2 separate regions of the Capra hircus genome follow, and region 2 is linked to region 1. Evidence: chromatin contacts called from public Hi-C data. All regions are on one chromosome and are shown on one strand. The core of a region is the stretch at or near the end of the contact, and the rest is flanking DNA. Distances in the headings are between cores, read along the strand shown. Region 1 holds the start of CASQ1 (calsequestrin-1). Region 2 holds the start of NHLH1 (helix-loop-helix protein 1).

Region 1 (4,466 bases), core at 1,053-3,552:
GCCCTGTCCTCCATACAAAGGCCATACTCAGTGTGGGGGTGATGTTCTGCGTCCCTTGGATTCTTCTGAGTGACTCCCAATGGGGAGAATTTTGGAGAGAAAGAGGGTAGTGATGGGGTCTGTTCATGTTGCTGAGGAGCGGGGAGAGATGGGGAGCTGAGAGCAGAGATCACTGGGGCAAACACTGGCTACCCTCAGAGGCAAAGAGACCGACAGAGAGACTACAGGTGAAGTAGGCCCAGCTTTCCTCAATGGAGTGGGACTTTGCTTTTCACTGACTACTTCAGCCTGTCCTTAGGCTATGGAGTGTCAGCCCTAGGCCCCTGGCCCTGGCCCCGCCCACCCCACCCCCTCCTGCCAGGCTCTCGACCCTGATGCACTCTGCATGGGGCACAGTTTGCAGCTTTACCCCCCACCTTTACCCATCTGAGTGCCCGAGTCTGTGCTCAGATTCTCAGGAGGACAGGGCAGGGAGACGGTTGGCAGGTGGATGGCCAGGGATGCTGAGCACTCAGGATAAAAATACTCAGCTCATTAATCAGATGGCAGGTTCCAGCATGCGGCAGGGGCACACAGAACTGAGAGCCTGCAATCCTGGTGTCTTGCCCTGAAATACTCCAAGCTCTGGGCAGGCTGGGGCCTCTGTGCTGTCAAGCTAGAGGAGGAGCTGCAGCAGCTTGGACAAGGAGACTCCAACACATCCCGGCTCCAGGAGGGCTGTGTGACCAAGTCTCCAATCATTTATAAACACGGGCTTTTTTCTTGTAACAATAGGCCCTCTCTCCTTTATGCCTGAGGTCAGCTAGCGGGTGAGGAGAGTCTTCCCACAAAGACAATTTGGGGAAGGCCTGGTGAAGCCGCCTCCAAACACAAAAATTTTCCAGTCCACGTGCCCAGCTTGATCCAGTAGGGGCAGATGGGATGGGGGAGGAGAGAGGGGCCTGAGAGGCCAGTGGGAGGCATGGTGGGCTCCATTACACCTTTAGCTATGAAATCACTGACATGCAGCCTTCTCAGATGGCTCAGTGGTAAAGAATCTGCCTGCCAAGCAGGAGATGTGGGTTCCATCCCTGGGTCGGGAAGGTCCTCTGGAGAAGGAAATGACAACCTACTCCAGTATCTTGCCTGGGAAATCCTATGGACAGAGGAGGCTGCTGGGCTACAGTCCATGGGCTCACAAAAGAGTCAGACACAACTTAGCAACTAAACAATGCCATGCAAATAAAATGTCATTGACATTTCTATTTATACCGTTTGGAACTCTTTGGAGTGCAGCCCCTAAAGTGTGTAGAGAACGGGCACGTTCTGGCTAGGACAGTAGATTTGGGGATGCACGGCAATTCCTCTCCTTCCCATGAAGAAAGTCTCTTTTCCTTTTTTGCACCCCCTTTGGGGTGCCCCCAAGGTCACCCCAGTCCTAGCCAAACCTAGTACTTCCAGCCTCCGCTAGCATGGAGGAGAGATTCTCCCTGCAGCTCCCCTCTTTGCTACCATTGCCTGGCTACGGGTGTACTTTGGGGTTCCTGAATCCCTCTCTCTTTTGGCCAAGGTCATATGCCACTTGTGTCCTGTTAGTGGAAGCAGGATCCTGCTGCATTGCCTTTCCCCCCAACCCCACCCTCAAAGATCCATGTGGCGTTGTAGGAGGGAGGGGTGCAGAGAGGGGCTGAGCCTGCTCTCCCAGCCTGCAGACCCCATCACTCACCTCCAGGATCAGCTCCTCCATCTCAAACTGTCTTTGTGAGGCCTTGTCGTCCTCAGGGGGTTCGTGGTAGAGCAGCGCCAGCACCTCGTACTTCTTGAACACGTTCTTGTAGTTCTTTGCGTTGACATTGACCACACGGTCCACGCCATCATACTCAGGGAAGTCGAGCCCTTCCTCCCCCTGCACCCCTGACTTGGGTGTCCCCAGCACCAGCAGGAACAGCAGTGCCAGCCGCAGGCCGGGCACAGCTCTGGCCCCCATCCTGTCTGCAGTGCTCATGGAGGTAGTGGGGTCTGGGTCAGCGCGTCTCGTCTAGAAGAGGTCAGCTGGGGTAGGGAGGGGCCCCTGGGTCCCAAATCCTGAGTTGGGGGCTCACAGTGGGGGTGGGGTGGGGAATGGCCCAGAGCAGTGGACAGAGGACCCTGCCGGCCCTGGAGAAACTGCCGACAGAGCCAAGAGAAAAAGGGTCAGAGGAGGAATAGGAGCAGGGGGCGGGGAGGGAACCGGAGCTGCCCCTGAGGTTGGCACCCCTCGGCCCCCACCTGGTCCCGTCTAAATATGTCTCCAGGATTGGCAGGGGAGACGGATAACCTTCTGAGGCCAGGGCGGCTCCACAAGGGCCGGGATCCTCCTACCTCCACCACCTCTCACCCAGGCTCCCAGAGCCTCCTTCCCCTCCCCCGCACCCAATGTCCAGGGCTCCTCAGCCCCTGTCCCCACACTGGCCTAAGAGCTCATCACCATATTAAGAAAGGAAAAAGCTGGAGCTAAAAATAAGATGAGATGAGTCGGAGGTAAATGAAGCTGGGGCTGGGGGAGGGAAGGCTTGGGAGTAATTAGGGAGAGTTGAGGGAGGGCAAGGGTACTCAGAGAGAGGGAAACTGGGCTGTATTCCGGGTCAGAGGTTGGACTGGTGATACATTCATAAAGGAGGGACAGGAACAGTATTGCCTCTGAGTCCTAAAACCTGGGGCTCTCCTCTGGGTCAAGTCTGTTTGTTTGATCCTGTGGAGGAAGGCGGGGAGTACAAATGCAATCCAGGCTGCAGGAAAGAGACCCCTTGCACTTCCCTTTAAAGAACCAAGACCAAGGATGAGATCATTCCCCGAATAAAAGATGGAGCCGCGTCCAGGACCGGCACCCTGGCTCAGCTCCAGCCAGTTTCCTTTGCTTCACTCAACACTCCTAACTGGAGAATGCAGGGGAAGGACGGGGCGTGGGGCGTGAAGTGCTGGCCCACAGCCACCCTGGGAGATGCAGATCTGGGGCTTCTCTGCCCACAGCCCTGAGATGAGAAGGAGAGAGTCATTCGGCTGCGGCCTCCTGCTGGTACTCTCTACTCTGATCCTATGGGACTGGTTTTCTAGGGCACGGTGGAAAGGAGGCTTCCCCAGGATGAATGATTCCAAGGAAAGCAAGTTGCGACTACTCATTCCTACGTCTTTGACAAGACAAAAAGGACCAGGTATAAAGAATAAGGGGAAAAAATTAACACTGGGGAAACGTGAGGAGGTGGGGCCCTGAACCAAGGATGTTGATTAATCCTGTGCACTAAGCGTCAAAACAGAGCTGGGAGGATGGGCCTCTCGCTTCCTGGATCCCAGCTTGGGGGTGAGGGCAGAGTGGATGAGTTCAACTCTGGGTACCTTGAAGGAGGGACCCTTTTCATGGCCCCATCACCACCCAGGGCTCATGCACAGGTAAACTGAGGCACAAGAGAGGCCAGAGAGAGGCTAGCCAGATCGAAGTCGGCAGCCCCATTCCTGCCCGGAGGTATCTCTGATGGTGGAGGGGCAAGCATGTGTTTTGCACCATGAAATTATGTTAGGGGAGGAATTTTTCCCCTCTCCCGTGGGGCAGACCTTACACAGCTAAGCAAGGAAGGCCAGGAAAATATCTCAGGAATGTGGCAGGAGTGCATCCAAGAGAGGCAGCTGTTGTTGAGCAGGAGAGGCCAGATGTCGCTAAGCAGGGCATGTTGGAGCTGGAGAGACCCCAGAACCCATCTCCTGGAGTCAGGGAGGCCAAACAACGCTCTCTACCACCGCGCAAAGACTACAGGAGAGAAGGGCAGACCCACCCAGAAGTCCACGACCAGATGATGTCCAGCCCCAACTCCTCCTGCCGTGCGCACTCTGGGGGTGGGGGTGGGGGGACACTGAGACAGACACTGGGACATTAGACTCAGTTCATCCTGAATCTGACCTTTCATATCCCCGGGTGTGAGATGGGATGAAGGCCCAGGCCTGCTCCATTCTCCCCTCCTCTCCTGCAGTTACCAGGCTGCTTCATCCTGTCCTGCTCCCTCTCCTCGCCCCTGGCTCTGCAGAGACACCCGGAGCCTTTCCAGCAGCTGCAGCCCTCCTCTCCTCCCTGTCCTCCTTTCTGATGCTTTCCTCTCTACTTTCTACTCGGTCCTTTCCCTCTAGGCCCCTGCCTTCAGGCTCAGCCACTGGTATCAAATGACCCTAAGTTGGGGCCTCTGTATTTTTAACCCACCAGACACCCGAAGCTCCTGCTACTGAAACCTGAGGAGCTGGTTTCACACTCCCCTCTCCCTACCTCACACACACACACACACACCCTGGCCCCTCTGTCTCCCAGGGTCTGGTTCAGCCCTGTCAGCAGCGGGGAAGGACCCCAGACTGATACAGCCCTGTCCCCAGGAGACCTTGTGTTGGAGGAGGAGGGGAGCAGGTGGGAGAGAGACCTCTGAGGAGGGTGTGCCCGGTGTAGGGGGAAAGTGGCAGGTGTCCCTTAC
Region 2 (4,454 bases), core at 1,846-4,345, 160 kb before region 1:
GTGTAAAGAAGAGGAAAGCTGGAAAGAAGGGAGGAGACCCAGAAAGTCAGCAACTGGAAAGGAGGAGAACCCATGAGAAGAACACAGGGCAGGATAAAACTAAACAAGAGGATTAAAGACCTACACGTAGGACCTAACGCTGTAGCTCCTAGAAGCAACCGCAGAGGAAAAGCTTCATGACATTGGACTTGGCGATGATTTCTCACATGACACCAAAAGAACAAGAAACAAAAGCAGAAATAGACAAACGGGACTACATCAAACTTAAAGTCGCCTGTGCATCACAGGACACAATCAGCAGACTGAAAGGGCAGCAGGAGAGAATATTTGCAAATAATATGGATGATAAAGGATTAATATCGAGTAGTATAAAGAACTCCCACAGTTCAATGAAAAAAAAAAAAAACTTGACCAAGAAATGGGCAAAGGACTTGAAGACATTTCTCCCAAGATGATATACAAAAGGCCAGCAAACATAAGAAAAGATTATCAACATCACTAATCATCAGAGAAATGCAAATCAAAATCACAATGAGATGTAACCTCACACTTGTTAGGATGATTATTGTCACACACACACACACACACACACAACAGGATGGGGAGACATTGGGACACTTTGCCCTGTTGGTGGGATTGTAAAATGGTGCAACTGTTATGGAAAGAGTATGCAGTTTCCTTTAAAAATTAAAAATAGAAGTACCACATGATCTCACAATCCCACTTCTGTATATATGTCCAAGAGAATCGAAATCAGGATCTTGAAGAGATGTCTGCACCCCCATGTTCACTGTAGCATTATTCACAGTAACTAAAATATGGAAACAACCCAAACGCCCATCAAAAGATGTACGGATTAAAACACGTGGCATATACTGACAATGGAATATTATTCAGCCTTAAAAGGGAAGAAAATCCTATCACCAGTGCTACAGTATGGAAGAACCTTGAGGACATTATGCAGAGTGAAATGAATCAGTTGCAAAAATACAAATACCCTTTGATTCCACGTTCTATGATGTATCTAAGTAGTTAGCAGAAAGTAGAATGATGCTTCAAAGTCTGAGGCCAGGAGTTGGGGAGGTATTGCTAAAAAGTTACAGAGTTTCAAGTTTCCAAGATGAAAAAGTTCCAGAGCTCTGTTTCACAACAACATGAATATACTTAACATTATTGAACCATACGCTTAAAATTTCTAATTTTATGTTATGTGTTTTTATCACAATAAAAAAATGTTTAATAATTAAAAGGACAGAGGACTGAGCAAGACTGGAGCCGCAGCTCCAAGGGAAATGGGCTATGGCTCTAAACCTCTCCCAGTTGTGAGGGAAACGTTGCAAGCCTTGGCCCTGCCACCCCCGCCCTCCCAGGGCCCCTCTCCACCCTGGCTGCTTCCGGATGTGTGTGTGGAGGGGTACGGGTGATAAACACACAGACTGCCCTTTGTAGAGTGGACTGGAGCATTTGGAGCTCAGCACTGCTACCCAGCTCAGTCCTTCCCAGCCCCCAAACCCCACACAACAGGACCGTAGCAGACGTCAGATCCTACCACCCTTACCGCTAGAATCAGGGGGACGTAGCTCCTTGGGCAACGGTCCCCCTGCCCAGGACAGCCCCTTCCTCCAGCTCTGTCATCAACACCCTCGACCTTGCTGCTCCCTGGCCCTTTTAGCAACTGTGCAAGGAAAACTGGGGAAAGGGAATGTGATCAGCTCTCCATTCCGCAGCCTCCCCCAGCTCAAAGGCAGTTCAGAGATGGTCTGCACAGGAGGATGGGGATAGCTTTGGGGACCTCTGTTTGGGGCGTGGCTAGGGTTTGCTTATCTCTGGGAGCAGAGGAGGTCAGGGAGAGGCAGCTGGAACATGGGCCGGGAAAGGCTGAGGAAAGGGCTTCACTCTGGGGGAATGTCAAGCCGAAACAGCGGATCACTCACTGTGGGCTCTGCGGACCTAACTTCCAGAAACAGAAGCACAGAGGCTCCTTTGCCATCCCTTCCTCACCAGCCTGAGTTCTCCTGCCTGAAGCAGACCTTCACAGGGGTCAGGACTCCCCAGCCTTGCTCCGCCCCACCGTGCAGAAAAGAGCCTCAACCGAGTTGTTCACTAACAGTAAGCTCTGAGGGTTGAGGGGTGTGAGATCATCACCATCTGATGCATGTACAAACACAACCATAAGAAAAACAGAAGGAGGTGAGTGCTGAAATTTAGGACACACTCCACATTCCAGGATTCAAAGGAACAGGAAGAATGCACGGCAACAGCGCAGGAGGCCCTGAGGTCAGCGCCTCCCAGTACGTCTTCAGTGCTGCAGCCCCCACTCCCACGCTCCAGGAGTTCAGTGCCGGGTTCTCCACGCCGGTCACAGCCCGGTTCCCCCTCTCCCCGGCCCCCACATTCCTTCATCCCTGATCACTTTACCCTTCCTTCCCTCAGCCCACTCCATCTGCTCCCAACCGGACCCCAGTCCCATTGCCACCTGCCCCACTGTCCTCCCCAACTCCAATCTGCACAGCAGCGTCTATTTACCCATCAAGTCAGTCCTCACCCCAAAATCCACTTCTGCTCTCAAAGTTCCAGGCTCCGAAGATCTGCAGTTCCAAGCATCCGGGGAAGGACTTCCTGCCCCGCTTCTGCCATCCCCAGCCCCACTGAGAATGATAGGCACAAAGAGTCCAAGGGGAGAAGTGGGTAAGAGGGAGGTCCAGGGATTCAGGGAGACACGGCACGAGACAGAACTAGAGGGAGGCTCTGGGAGAGGACTTGAGCCAGAGAACGGGAGGGACACGCCCAGCCTTCCCAGCCCGTGGTTCCCCCTTTACCTAGGAGGACCCTGTGAGGGGATCCAAACTGGCAGGTCAGGGGGCCAGCGCTGACAGCCCCAGTCTCCTCTGGCTGCTCAGAGCTCATCCGTCTGCAAAGTTACTGACCAGCTTTCTAGACCTCTCCAGGGCAGCGTGGCATGGCTGCACAGGCTCCAGGGCAGATGAGAGGGGTACACATGTTGGGAATTAGAGGGCCCAGGTGGAGGTGGTGAGCTTAGCCAGGTACTGGAGCCACCCACACTCACATGCACACACACACTCACAGACACACACCTGAGCTGGCCCAGCCCTATGTATATATATGGAGATACGCACACACACCCCCAGCTCTCCATTGGCTGGCCCAGCCCTCCTTTCTCATCAATATTAAACAGTCAGGCCAGGCAGCCATTGGCAGAGAGATCTGGGAACCCCCCTGGGAGCTGGGGGCGGGGGCTGGCCCTGGGGGGGGCGGGGAGTGGGGGAGCAGGGACATCTGTTCTCCATGCATATTTCATAAGCAAGAAATGGAGAGCTGGGGAAGGGGTGGGGCTGGGGCGAGAGCCAGGGCAGGATCGCAGATGAACCCCCTCAGTCTCTCACACCAGAGGCGGCAGGGACAGAGGCCCCTGGCAAGCCAGGTTAAACCATGGTCCCATTCGGAGTCCCAGCTGGACTGTGATAGCCCCTTCCCCTGTCTCCTTTTCCCTGGGAGAAAGACTCCCCAAGGTACTAACAGGGAAGTCCAGAAAAGAGCTAGTGGACAGCACTAAAGCACGGAAGAGGACCCTAGAGCCCTTACCCTCACCAAGCTCTCATTCTTTGCAAAGCTGGCTCCCACCAGCCCCCTTGCCAGGCTACCCGTGGCTACTGTTCAGGCCCCTGCCCTCATCACCCCTGAGACTCACCGCACCCTCTTATCCAGCCCCCAGCCTTCCACCTACCCCATCACCAGAGGAGGAGTGGGGTCAGATGCCTGACGCAGATCCTACAAAGGGTTTTTCTAGGCTGGCTGGCCTAGTCGGACCCACTGGGAATTGGGGACTCTCAGGAGGAAAGAGGTAAGGCTAAAAGGAGCAGAGCACAGGAGTGCCGAGAGAGGAGGAACCGGGGTGGGAAGGACATTGGGGGAGGAGGGCAGGGCACCCAGGCAGGCGCCAAGCATGCTGGGGCATCAGATGAGCAATGCAGGAAACCAGCTATAAAATAATATGCAAATGGACATTGATTAAGTTCACATCAATAGCTCAGCTGCCTCCAGTCCGCGTGTGCATGTGTGTGCGTATCTGAGGGGGTGTGTTTGTGTGAGATGAAGGTGGCAGGAGCAGGGAGCAAGGGGAGCACCACAGAGAGGCAGTAGGCTTTGCTTCAGTACCTAAAAGTTCTCTTCCCCACTCAGCTGTTGAGCGTCTTCCCTGAACCTTTGTGAAGATCCAGAAATGAACCATGGCTGGGAAGACTCCAGAGACTGTATGCTACAGTGAAGAAAGCTCTGTCAGCTGTGTGACTTTGGACAAGTAACTTAACCTCTTGAGCCTCAGTCATGTCCAACTGTTAGCGACCCTCTGGACTGCAGCCAGCCAGGCTCCTCTGTCCATGGAATTTTCCAGGTGAGAATGCTGGAGTGGGTTGCGATTTCCTTCTACAGGGGAT

Evidence for each region. Hi-C and Micro-C count contacts between places; a contact is called where the count stands out from the background.
Region 2: a Hi-C map of blood shows a contact between it and region 1, with 1.7 times the contacts expected there. The contact joins the promoter of NHLH1 here to the promoter of CASQ1 in region 1.

Annotation. Positions count from the first base shown.
Region 1 is chr3:110,439,558-110,444,023 of ARS1.2, reverse strand. CASQ1 (calsequestrin-1) reads right to left here and starts at 2,302. Exons shown (of 11, transcript XM_005677230.2): 1 at 1,706-2,302. The coding sequence starts at 1,984. All of the region lies in intron 3 of LOC102185883 (a long non-coding RNA gene), which reads left to right.
Region 2 is chr3:110,600,242-110,604,695 of ARS1.2, reverse strand. It overlaps NHLH1 (helix-loop-helix protein 1), which reads right to left and starts at 3,095. Exons shown (of 2, transcript XM_005677219.3): 1 at 2,820-3,095.